Linked DNA regions of Macaca mulatta: region 1 is linked to region 2. Evidence: chromatin contacts called from public Hi-C data. All regions are on one chromosome and are shown on one strand. The core of a region is the stretch at or near the end of the contact, and the rest is flanking DNA. Distances in the headings are between cores, read along the strand shown. Region 1 holds the start of SP140L (SP140 nuclear body protein like). Region 2 holds the start of SP110 (SP110 nuclear body protein).

The links. A called contact is a pair of places that touch in the nucleus more often than the background predicts.
Region 1: a Hi-C map of blood shows a contact between it and region 2, with 2.9 times the contacts expected there. The contact joins the promoter of SP140L here to the promoter of SP110 in region 2. A contact is called at or near these places in 4 of 14 Hi-C or Micro-C datasets (CD4 T cells, blood, cortical neurons and 1 more).

What each region holds. Positions count from the first base shown.
Region 1 is chr12:135,601,209-135,607,427 of T2T-MMU8v2.0, forward strand. It overlaps SP140L (SP140 nuclear body protein like), which reads left to right and starts at 4,189. Exons shown (of 21, transcript XR_013402222.1): 1 at 4,189-4,297; 2 at 5,708-5,782.
Region 2 is chr12:135,487,758-135,494,388 of T2T-MMU8v2.0, forward strand. It overlaps SP110 (SP110 nuclear body protein), which reads right to left and starts at 3,387. Exons shown (of 13, transcript XM_077957804.1): 1 at 3,271-3,387; 2 at 189-336. The coding sequence starts at 335.

The DNA.
Region 1 (6,219 bases), core at 2,939-5,438, 110 kb after region 2:
TAACTTTTTTTCTCTTTTTGCTTGTTTCTTCCAGTATAAATTCCCTAATCACATGAACCTTACCAATACAACCACTCCTCACTGCTCTCAAACACAAATGCTCTCTAAACCCTACACAATCCCTTTTGCTTCAAGCTAACCCCTCCTTTGCTCCAGAATGCTGATGTGCTTGTCACTGTCTTCCTCAGCTTACACAGCCCTTCCTACACCCCTTCATGACCTTTTAACAGGAAACATAACTGCAATTTAAAACTCCAAAAAGGAGCTTCCTTTTTAAAAAAAGCTGACACCCCGGTTAGTGACTATCTCACTTCCAGGGCCAATCAGGCCAACAAATTATTTCAAACCTCCTACAACTCCTCACAATGCCTCAAGTCCCAAGGCCCTCCCATTAAAAGGCCCATAACTAAATACACCCCCACTTCTACAACAAGCCTCACTTTGCTTTTTAGCCTCTAAGGGAAATTTCCCTGTAGGATCCTTGACATCTAACCAATGCTACCTCACTATCATTGTTAAATACCCACCTGACCATCAAACTAACCAGGTTAATTTCCAAGTATCACCTGAATCAAACGGAGCATTTCTGCAACCGGCTCCTTTTATAGCCTCTCCCTCAGCCAATGTCTCTAGCCTAACTTGTGCTGCTCCTAGTGCCCACCTTTTCCCATGGCTCAATATCAATGGTGCAACATCCGATTGCATTAAATGTGTAAAAAATAACTCTTCCTATATCTCTATTATAGTGGGTGTCTCCCTAGCCTCCTCCTTGTCTACCTGGAGTAATGAGCCACAGGAAAAAACAACAACAACAACAACAAAACACCCCATCTTTAATTCACTTATTTTCTTTCCATATCTCCACCTGTATTTACAACAAAGGTTTATTCTTTTTGTGTGGCACCAACACATATCTTTGTCTCCCCACCAACTGGACTGGAATCTACACCCTAGTTTATCTTTTTCCCTCCACTGGACTAGTTCCTCTTAATCAATCTTTACCCATTCCATCTGTCCAATATATTTAAAAAAAAAAAAAAAAAAGAGGGCCATACAAGTCATTCCTTTAATGGCTGCCTTAAGTATAACTTCTGGGCTTGAACTGCAAACAGGCAGATTGGCCACCTCCTTAACATACTTCAAATCTCTGAATAGAACTACAGAGTTTATTAAAAATATAGCCCAAAGCCTTATAAAAGTCTAAGACCAACTAGACTCCTTGGCTGGAGTAGTCCTCCAAAATAGAAGCAGATTAAATCTTATAGTAGCTAAAAAAGAGGGCCTCTGCCTCTCATTGGGTAAGAAATGTTGCTTCTATCTCAACCAACAGGGCCTAGTAAAAGATGCTGCTGAAAATCTTAAAGAAAGAGCTAAAAAGCTAAGGGAACATTAAAACAATCAAATAGATTCTTGGTTTAGGAACAAAATCATAACGTGGGTCATCTCATTCCTGGGCCCTCTCTTAATAATATGCCTAGAATTAACGTTCTTAACCTGCTTAATTCACCTTTTTCAAAAATTTTTAACTGACAGGATCATGGCCACCTCACAGACAATTACCCAAAAACATCCACGGATGGCATTACTCCTACAGTAAATCCATGACCAAAGAACCCTCCACACCGTGCTCCCCAGCAGGAAGTAGCCAGAAAAAAAAACAGGCGACCCCTCATCCTTTTATAATTACAGGAACTGAATTGACAGAGCAGGAGCATCGCCATTTTGGACAAACACCACCATTTTAAGTTCCCCTGAATTAAAAAATCGCCTAAATCCAGCCCAAAAACATCAGCCTAAAGGCTAATGTTTTTGGGCTGTCAGTATAACCAGAAACATTTCAGCCCTAAGATAAACCACCCCCCTCCAGCCAAAAACATGCCAACCCTGAGACAACCTCCCCTCCAACCAGAGACATTCCAACCCCACAATAAACCTTCCCTCACCTAAAAATATTCCAAGGCTGCCATAAGCTCTCCCCTTCCTAAACCCTTAAATACCCTCAGTCTGTAAAAGAAAATGCTCCTGACTGAAATCATCCAGAATCCCTTCTCAGGTTTATTCTCCAAAATAAACCTGTCTTTAACTGTTGAGCCACTTTTCATATTTCTTTCCCCTTTCTTTAACTCTTACACCTTGGGGGTAGAGGAAGATGAAGCTCCCTCCCCTCATTCAGGGAGACTGGATTTTGGGGTGGGGCACATTGCCACACTTGTCTGTATGAAACACATTGCATGAAATCTCGTGTCTTCTAATTCACTCCATGCCACCTGCTTTTGCCATTTGCCCACTATTTTTGAATGCTTTCAACTGCTTAGCATCGAGTCACATCCCTGTGCCCCACAAGGACCACACCTGCAGGGCCTCAGGGTGCAGGGAGAAGTACAGAAGGCAGGACCACCTTGGGAGTCTAGATGGAATGAAGCTCACGGGAAGAGGACAGGGATCAGGAGGAGTGAAGGGCAGAGTCCCCCACCTCTGGCAGGGTGAACAGAGGGTGGGCGGTGCCCTGTTGGGGCTCATGAGCTGCCAAATGGCAAAATGATCTTAGAATCTAGTCCTTACATGAGTTCAACTTTATTTAGAAGCAACTATGGTGCTTCTACCACACATTTTGAAGTGTTTGGTGAGCTAGAATCCCGGTAAGAGGAGGATTTTCAGCTTCTGTTTCCACCCAGCCCTAAAGAGGCTGCAGCACTATACAAGGCTGAGAGAGGGGACGCTGGCCTGGCAGGGGCAGAGCCCGGAGGAGCATGGGGTGGCCGCATGGACGGGAACACAGGAAGATGACTGTGTTCATTGCGGTCACTGGCCCCTTGCTCGCTGTGCGTGCTCACGGTGTGTCCGTGGCAGGCCTTGCTGGCTGGGTGGCCTTCGGAAGGAGGCATGAGGTGGCGTCCATGGGCCACCAGGAGCCTGTGGTGCCCATCAGTTACCAGGGGACAGGGATCTGCGCATGTCCAGCTGTGGATACAACAGGGGATCAAACTGAAGGACTCTGCGTGATGATGTGGACTCAGGGGTGGCCCTGGGCCAGTCTGTTTCCTCCTGATGCTGCACAAGGACTGAGGGCTTCCTCGGGGTTTCTCATGAATGGTCCTCACCTTCAGAAGGTCGTTAGAGGGATTTCCTGTGTTATCCATTGCTAACCTTGTCTTTCTGACTCCCTACAATCTTTCACCCATAGCCTCTTCCTCCCCTATCAGGGTACCTCTTCCCATAAGCCCATTTTCCAAGGTTTCACTCCCTTCCAACAGCAGTAATTACATTTCCACCTCCAACAATCCCACTGGCATCAGAATCTAAATGGAAAATCTGGGCAGAGGTAGAATCCCCAGCAGGAGCCACCCTGCCTTTCCAAGTCTACATCATCTGGGTTCCAACCTCCATCCTCCTCCAGCGAGAAGCTTCTGTCCTCTCAAGATTCCAGTGAATTCTCCGAAGTTCAGATGCCTCTTCAGCCCTGGCTGTTCCAAGGTGGCCCCATAGTCAAGATTCCTTAAACCCTTGCACCTAAAAGGTTTGCCTTTCTTATCATGCTGGCTCCAGCCTCTGGTCCCAGGGGTGTGGACAGTTCTCTCTTACCTCTGGCTGATTTCCAGGAAGGCTAAGAACACTCTCCCCAGGTTACAATGCTGAGCATTTTGGTTCTCTCCAGCCCTGGGTCCCAATGTTGAGATCTACCTTAGTCCAGTTCAGGCTCTCCAATGGGCTTGAGAGAAGATTCAAAGTTTCTGGCTTTACCCTCCAACCCTCCAACCCCCACGGCCCCAGCCATCTCAGCAAGGGGAAGGGGCAAACATGGAGTCTCCCCACAGCTCCCATGTAAAACTGTGCCCCCTCTTAGAGGGCAGAGCTCCCAAGGACAATTTTGGTTCATGGACTTTTTTTTTTTTTTTTGCTGTCTATTGCACAAACAAGTGGACTTCCGGGAGCTGGCCCTGCTCGTTCCCTGGGCCCTCCTTCCCTGGTCCTGCAGGTCTTGCTGCTTGTCAGGCTTCTCCTCCAACCCTCTGCCACATTTCAGAAAAGCTGAGAACCCCTTGGAGTGAAAAAAGGGGGAAAACACAGTGCCTGTAGCTGAGCAGGAGATTAAAAAAATACTTTCACTTCTCTTTTCCCCATTTGGGCAGAAACCTGTGAGGATGAGTCAGTCTGTCGGCCGACTTCCTGTTCTGGGTCTGGGCAGCCACACTGCATGCAGGCTGGGCTGACGGGGGAGCTCATAAGCCAGGCTCTGAGACCCAGGCAGGGCCTAGGTTGGGAAGATGGCAGGTGGGGGCAGCGACCTGAGTACCAGGTGAGTCTTTCTCTCTCTTCCTTCAACCTTTATCTCTGGCAGTATTGGAGCTTTCATGCATTTCGTTCAGTTTCTGTCTAAAGCTTCACTTTAGTTTAGTCCTGCTTTGCAAGAACATAGGTAGGTAGTGTAATATAATGAAATAAAAGAGAACGTAATGAGGAAATCAGATTTTTACAAGTGCAGCAGGACAACTGTTTGTGTGAGTCCAGCTTGCCGTAACACAGATGACTTTTCTTGTTTTGAAACTACTGCTCCACTGGCTGGGACATTCTGAACAGTCGTTTCAGTCATTTGTGACAGAGAGTTATTATTTCCTCATGATCTCTGAACACTTTCACATCCCTCTGCCCTCTCTGCCTTCACATATGTCATGTCAAAGAAGGTAGTTTAGAAAATAGACACTCCAGGGTAAACAGCTGGCTTACTTTTAAACACTGGAAACTGTGGTTTCACCTGTCCTGGCAAGGGGCCTCAGTCAGCTTTGGGGCTATTTCCTTGACTGACTCAGGGTGTGAGTTCTGATACAATTGACCTAGATCCGAAGAAGGAAAAAGAAGAAAAAGGCCCAGGATGACAGAAACTAAATATTTTTTATTTTTACTTCAATTTCCTGTCCCAAGATGGGGGATGCCTCTGACCAGAAAAGACGTGGAAATCCTATCTTTTCTCTAGTAATGAGTTCATAAAAAACATTACTTAATCTTTTTTGTTTGTTTGTTTAGACAGGGTCTCACTCTGTCACCCAGGCTGGAGTGCAGTGGCATAATCCTGGCTCACTGCAACCCCTGCCTCCTGGGTTCAAGCAATTTTAATCTTTTAAATTTTTTAATGCAAAAGAAATACATTACATTCTTGCTCATAAAATTTCAAACAGTGGAGGAGTATGTAAAGGAAAAAATCTCCTTCACCACTTACCTCACCTTGTAGCTTCCTTTCACAGTCCTGTCGAAGAGTCTTGGGCATAGCTTTTCTTATATTTTTCGATGCATTTATGTGTATGAAGTATGTTTTTGCAAATACATAATTTGTGTTCTTGTTTTGTAACACATGGGATTACATTGCACATGTTATTCTGCATTTTGCATTTTTACTCATTTTAATGGTGGAAATCTTAGAGATCTTTCACCTTAATACATGCAGATCTATCTCATTCTTTTTACACATACTATTCCATAGAATTTACGTAGCATAATTTTTTAACCATTCTCCAATTGAAGGGCATTTATATTGTTTTAAATTGTTCACGTTTGTCAATAAGCTATAATAATGATTATATATTTCTTTTTTTTTTTTTTTTTGCACGTATACAAGTATCTATCTTGCGTCTAAAGCTTAAAAGGTGGAATTGTTGAAGCAAAGGGTGCTGTTGTTTACTTGTTTATAGATCCTGCCAAATTGTCTTTTTAGGAGGCTGAATGGAGTTGTTTCACGAGTAGCAAATGAGATGAACTATCTTCCTGCACACAGCCAAAGTTTGCAAAGGTGATAAAGAATTGCATTTTGTTTTAATTTGTATTTTCCTGGTAATGTGGAAAGCTGAACAGTTTTTCATGTTTCTTGGCCAATTAAATTTCCTCTTCTATCATTTTTTTTGTTTATTTTTTGCCGGTGTGATTCAGTTGAGGTGTTTGTCTTTTTTTCATGATATGGGAGAGTTCACTAAATAGTCTGCAAAGTATGAATATACTTTTCTTCTCCCTTACATTTGTATATGGTGACTTTTATCTTATTAACAGCTTAAAATTTCATGTATAAACATCTTATGACGTAGATTTTATGAGACAGATGCACCCTCATTATATATAGTGATACGGAGAGTTGCTGAGGCACTCTATGAGCAATGTCAGTTTTTAAAGTCTTTCTTGTATTAAGGTGGCAGATTCGATTCTGCCTTTGTTCCAGGAAAAGTTCCTTCTCTA
Region 2 (6,631 bases), core at 2,137-4,636:
ACCCTAGAAACCAATACAGCCCCTGTGACACCCTCTCTCCTAACTGCCCCCACCTTCTGTGATAATGAACACACCCGGGCTGGGCCTTCCAAACTCTGGAAGCCCTGGTGGTTTGTGGTTTGAGATCTTAATAATCAGGCATATTTGGTGGGGGCTGGGCTGCCATGGAAGGGTTCAACATGACTCACCATGTACATTGTCTTAGTGATGATGGAGTTGTCTAGGAGTCCTTCAAAGAAGGGAAATGGCTTGTGTATGGCATAGGCGATCCCCAGCTTCTGGTGCATGAAGTGCTGAAAAAGAGCCTCTTCCATGGCTCTTGTCATGGTGAACATCCTATGGAAAGAGGCATGATAAAAAATAGAAGCAAAGGCCGGGCGCGATGGATCATGCCTGTAATCCCAGCACTTTGGGAGGCTGAGGTGGGCGGATCACCTGAGATCAAGAGATTGAGACCATCCTGGCCAATATGGTGAAGCCTGTCTCTACTAAAAATACAAAAATTAACTGGGAGTGGTGGCGTGGGCCTGTAGTCCCAGCTACTTGGGAGGCTGATGCAGGAGAATCGCTTGAACCCGGGAGGTGGAGGTTGCAGTGAGCCAAGATGGTGCCACTGCACTCTAGCCTGGGTGACAGAGCGAGACTCCATCAAAAAAAAAAAAAAAAAAGAAGCAAAGACCTTGAGGAATGCGGGGAGCTTCTCTCTGCATTAAATGGGCAGATCTAAAGGTAGGCATTCTGGTCCCAAAGGCATCCTTAGTACCTGCAAAGCAATGTCTGCCTAAAAGGCTCATGGGTATAGGAAACAATGACAATTCCCAGCAACAATGGAGGCTGAGAGTGACTGAAAATATAATGACAGAATCCCAAGGCGCTGCAGGTAAACATAAGGAAGATATTAAAAGTAGCTAATATTTATAGAGTGTTTCCTGTGTGCCAGACTTTGTTCTAAGGGTTTCATATGCAGTAACTTATCTGATCTTCATAAAACCCTTGTGAGATGGCTCCTATGGCCGCACCTGTTTATACTGTTGAGGACACTGAGACATAGAAAGGTTTAATAACTTGCCCCAGGGTTGCACAACTCGAGAGTGTAAGAGCTGGGAGCAAATCCCGATTCCAGGCTTAGAGTCCTAACTATGTGTTTCATGGCCACATTGATCTGGGTTAAACAAGATGACCCGGGCTGTAGCTGAAGCCATTAACTAGCAATGCTCATGCAACAGGGACCACCCTAAAATGGGTAGAGTCCGGCTGGAAACCTGATAATATTTAGAAACTTTAATAAACCACTCCCAATCTTCAACACAAATGGGCCAAGCATAAATAAAAGCATGAGGGCTGAGAAAGGCATACTTAGTAAAAGTGACTTAACTGACATGTTCAGTGCCACCATTTCATGTCTCAGACATGTGCCTTTTCCCATGACCATGCAGCATTTATTAAAGATTGGCCATTTATGGACCATGAGGAGATATCAATAAGTTCTAATGGGAAGAAAATTTATAAATGACATTCTTGACAAATTGTCAAGAAAAGGAAAAGCACTCACAAAACATTCAATCAACTTGAGGATTTTTAACAAACAGAACAAACGTGGATTCCATTTTTCCAACTTCATTTTGTGTTGAACAGAAAACTAAATTGTAATTAACAACTGTTTCCAGGGATTTAATCCCAGTGGCGGATTAAGCACCATAGTCTCTTTCTCCTCATTCCCCAATGTTTTTAACTTGGCAGAAAAAAGTACTCATGAAAAGAATAATCTGCAATAGCCCTGGAAAACAAGAAAAGATGCCACTGAGAATCTGTGGTCGGGAAGAAGTCTTAGAAGATAGAGAACAGATAGGAGAGAAATCTACTATCCACAATATGCCTAGGGGAAGGAGATAGTGCAAAGATCAGTGCAAAGTCAGAGAAAGTCAGAATAAACATATACTAAGAAGAGGAAGGGGTCTTGGGGGCTCCTTTTAGAACAATTCATTATACAGCAGCGCTCAGCACAGGAAGTCTGGAGCTTCCTCATTCTTCGTCTGTCATGAGTCCCAAAGATGAAAGGGAGGCACAGAGAGGTTAGTAAGTCACACAAGGTATTCAGTGGCAAAGCAGAGCTTGTCTGACTCTAAAATCCTGTTTCTCTCTATGCAAGACACTATATCTCATATATGACTGCTTAGATTTTTATTACGTAAAGAAATTTTGCAAATGAATAAGCAAAGACAAACATCCAACTAGAAAATAAAAAAGCAAAATACATGAACAGAGAGTGATAAAAGAATAAGCCAAATGTGCAATGAATATACGATAAGCATGTTAACTAGCTGGTAGAAAGTATAAATGAAGGCTAGGCATGGTAGCTCATGCCTGTAATCCCAGCATTTTGGGAGGTCGAGGTGGGAGGATCACCTGAGGTCAGGAGTTCGAGACCAGCCTGGCCAACATGGTGAAACCCTGTCTCTACTAAAAATACAAAAATTAGTTGGGCGTGGTGGTGCACACCTATAGTCCCAGCTACTCAGGAGGCTGAGGCAGAAGGTTGAACCCAGAAGGCAGAGGTTGCAGTGATCTGAGATGGTGCCATTGCACTCCAGCCTGGGCAACAGAGCGAGACTCCGTCTCAAAACAACAACAACAAACAAACAAAGCGTAAATGAAGACAATTTGATAACATATTTGTCTATCAAATTGGCCAAGATAGAAAATAATAGCAATAATCTCAGACACTGTGAGTGGGAAGGTCAACAGGTCCAAATGTTCTGGAGGCTGATTCAGTAATCAGTGTCCAATGCCCTGAAACATGGGCTCCTTTGAATTTCCACTTCTAATAATTTATTTCAAGGAAATAATCATGAGTGTGTTTAGAGAAAATATATAAAAAGTTCACGATACACTAGAGAGGAAATTAAATGTACTCTCATTTTTTCTTTTCCACCAGCTTCCCAAATACCTCTAGTCATTTACACAACGGATAACAGATGAGCTGCCTATTGCCGGCAGTGTAGGATGAGAGCTTAGGTGAGGGTAGAGGGCAAATCTCGGTTCCATTCACAGTAACAGGCTGGACTCTATGGCGAAAAAAAGAGGTGTCAGTGTTCCCTCCATGTGCCCCCTTTTAACAGTCTCCTAATAAGTACCACGTGCTTGAGCTCTGACAGAGCCTCCGAGTTTCAACAGGTGAACTCCACCCTGCAGCTGCTGCCGGAAAGTTAACTGCAGTCGCCTCTGCAGTCGCCAAGGGCGAAGAATAAAGCAGCAAACACAGAAACTCACCTGGACTTTGAGTTTGTCGTTCCTGCCCCTTTCCAGGAGCTGGGCCGGGGATCACTCTTCGAAGATTGGGAGAGTTACAGGGAGATGGTAGCAGGCAAAACAGGAAGTCCGTGCTTTGACAAACGCAGTAAGGGGCCGGGCTTCAGAGAAAAGAAAAGTGAAAGTTTTCAGAGTTTGCCAAGCAGGAAGCTGAAGGCAGGTCAGTGCCTGCAGCCTCTCTCCACCTCCTCATGGGCGCTTGTGAGGCTCCCGGGACGTCTCGGCAGTTGGGGTTTGGGGGCGGGCGTGCTGCCAGTTGGGATCAGCCCAGAGAGAGGCGTATGGGAGGAGGAGGCATAGGGGTCCCTCCCCAGCGGCAGTGGGAACGGGGAACTCAGCGTCCAACTGCTTCCCTACCCACATCTATTTTCCCATGACTTGTCCTCATTCTGTACATTTTAGGTTGATGAAAATGTTCTCAAATTGGATTGTGGTGATGTTTACGTAACTGAATAAATTCAGTGGAATTTATCCAGTGTGTTATCAAACTAACAGCACACACAAAAAAGAGAATGTGCCAGAAATGCCTAGAATTTGTCAGGATAAGATTATTACAAGAAATTGAAATGCAAGGGAACCTGCACATGAACTGGAATTGTGCAGAGGCAGGCAGACCTCCAGGCAGAAAAATGGCTGAGAGCTGGGCAGGTAGTTGGGAGCCTGGAGTCTGAAGCAGAGCTGGGGCCTGCTGATTCCAGAGCAGCAACTCAAGGGCTGGCAGGGACACCCCTTCTCATGCCCCCTTTAAAGATCCCTAATATACATTGACATGTGGGGCCTATGAAAAATCCTTAACTATTGGCCAGGCACAGTGGCTCATGCCTATAATCCCAGCACTTTAGGAGCCCAAGATGGGAGGATTGCTTGAGCCTAGGAGTTTGAGACCAGCCTGGGCAACATAGTGAGACCCCATCTCTATAAAAAATAAAAAAATAAAAAATTAACTGAGTGTGGTGGCATGTACCTTGTAGTCCTAGTTACTGAGGAGGCTGAGGCTGGAGGCTTGCTTGAGCCCAGGAGTTCAAGGCCACACAGAGCTATGATTGCACCACTGCACTATAGAAATCGATGTAACTTTGGGCCAGGCATGGTGGCTCACGCCTGTAATCCCAGCACTTTGGGAGGCTGAGGCGGGTGGATCACGAGGTCAGGAGTTTGAGACCATCCTGGCCAACATGGTGAAACCACATCTCTACTAAAAATACAAAAACTAGCTGGATGTGGTGGCGTGAGCCTGTAATCCCAGCTACTTGGGAGGCTGAGGTAGGAGAATCGCTTGAACCCAGGAGGTTGAGGTTGCAGTGAGCTGAGATCGCACCACTGCACTCCAGCCTGAGTGACACAGCAAGACTCCATCTCGGGAACAAAGAAAAGAAATCTATGTAAGTTTGATTAAATCAATAATTCTCAAATGTATAGGACCCCCAAGTTCCCCTACCAGGACACCCACAAACTCCTCAGATACAAGATGGCAGACATGGATCTAAAGTTGAAGAAGCTTTGAAACCAAGACTAACTGCACAAGAGCGAGCCCTTCTATGCAGGAACAAACACAGCATATCCCACCCAAGTATGTACAGAATAGCAGACCAGCTTTGCAGGTAATGGCTGTGGGTGAAACAGAGGCATGGAAGACACAGCCAGGAAAAATGCAATGCTGACAGCTGAGGAGAGGGTGCATTGATGCCTCAGCACGCAGTAACATACGGTGCTGTGATGCAGGGGATGGTGGTGGTAAAGGAATTAAGGAATTAAGGTTATTTTATGGAAATGTCACATGTCACTTACCCTCCACATCACTTGGATAGCCCCTTCATGGGCGTCTGAGGAGCCTGGCAGCAAGAACTTCTTCCTTTAGATCTCTTCAGAGATATACCAGGCAAATGCAAAACAAACAAACAAAAGTAAAACAGGAGTGGGAAAATAAAGTCAATGTCAAATCAGGCAAAAATTGTTACATGAAAAAAGACAGCTGTGAATGAGGATGAAAGATGTTTATTCTAAGCCATATATGCTTGGCTGGGCACAGTGACTCAGGCCTGTAGCTTAGCTAGCACTTTGGAAGCCTGAGGCAGGCAGATCACTTGAGGCCAGGAATTCAAGACCAGCCTTGCCAACATGGCAAAATCCCATCTCTACTAAAAACACAAAAAAATTAGCTGGGCGTGGTAGCACATGCCTGTAATACGAGCTACTCAGGAGGCTGAGGCATGAGAATCACTTGAATTCAGGAGCTGGAGGTTGCAGTGAGCTGAGACTGCACCACAGCAGTCTAGCCTGGGCAACAGAGTCAGACCCCGCCTCAAAAAAAAAAAACATGCTTGACAATATGGTAATAATGGGAAAACCTCACCTGTTAATTCACATGCTAGTGATTAAGTACTGAGAATCTATTAAAATTATATACAATTCTTTTTAGCTTCAGTTTATTGAGGTATAAAATTTATTCATTGTAATGTACATTTTACCAAATGTAAGTACTACACCAGTCAAGATGCAGACCATTTCTAGGCTGGGAGAGTCGCTTGCGCCTATAATCCCTGCATTTTGGGAGGTCGAGGCAGGAGGATCGCTTGAGCCCAGGTGTTTGAGACCAGCCTGGACAACAGAGCAAGTCCTCATCTCTATAAAAATACATTTTTAAAAATTAATTGGGCATGGTGGTACATAGCTGTGGTCCCCGCTACCAGGGAGACAGAAGTGGGAGAATTGCTTGAGCCCGGGAGGTCCAGTCTGGTGAGCAGTGAGAGAGTGAGATCCTGTCTCACAAAAAAAAAAAAAAAAAAAAAAAAAAAAAAGATACACACTATTTCTGTTACCCTAGAAAGTTCCCTGTGTTCTTTGCAGATAATCCCCTCCTTAAGGCCAGCACCAGGCAACCACTGATCTGCTTTCTGTCACCACAGATTAGTTTTGTGTGTATTAAGGTGTTTTTGTTTGTTTTGTTTTGTTTCAATGAAGGCACATGGAATGCACTTTTGGTGTATGACTTTCTTTTCCTCATCATCATGCTTTTGAGATTCATCCCTGCTGTTGTGGGTCAGTAATTTATTCTTCTTTAGCTGGTATGCTGGCCGCCAAGATCTTGCTCATCCTGTCTGATCAGCATGTTGTCACCAGTGTCATCAATCAGTCTGACATTCTTTTTTTTTTTTTTTTTTTTTTGAGACACAATCATGCTCTGTCATCAGGCTAGAGTGCTGTGGTGTGATCTTGGCTCACTGCAACCTCTGCCTTCCAGGTTCAAGCGATTCTCTTGCTTCAGCCTCCCGAGTAGCTGGGACTACAGGTGCATGCCACCATATCCGGCTAATTTTTGTAT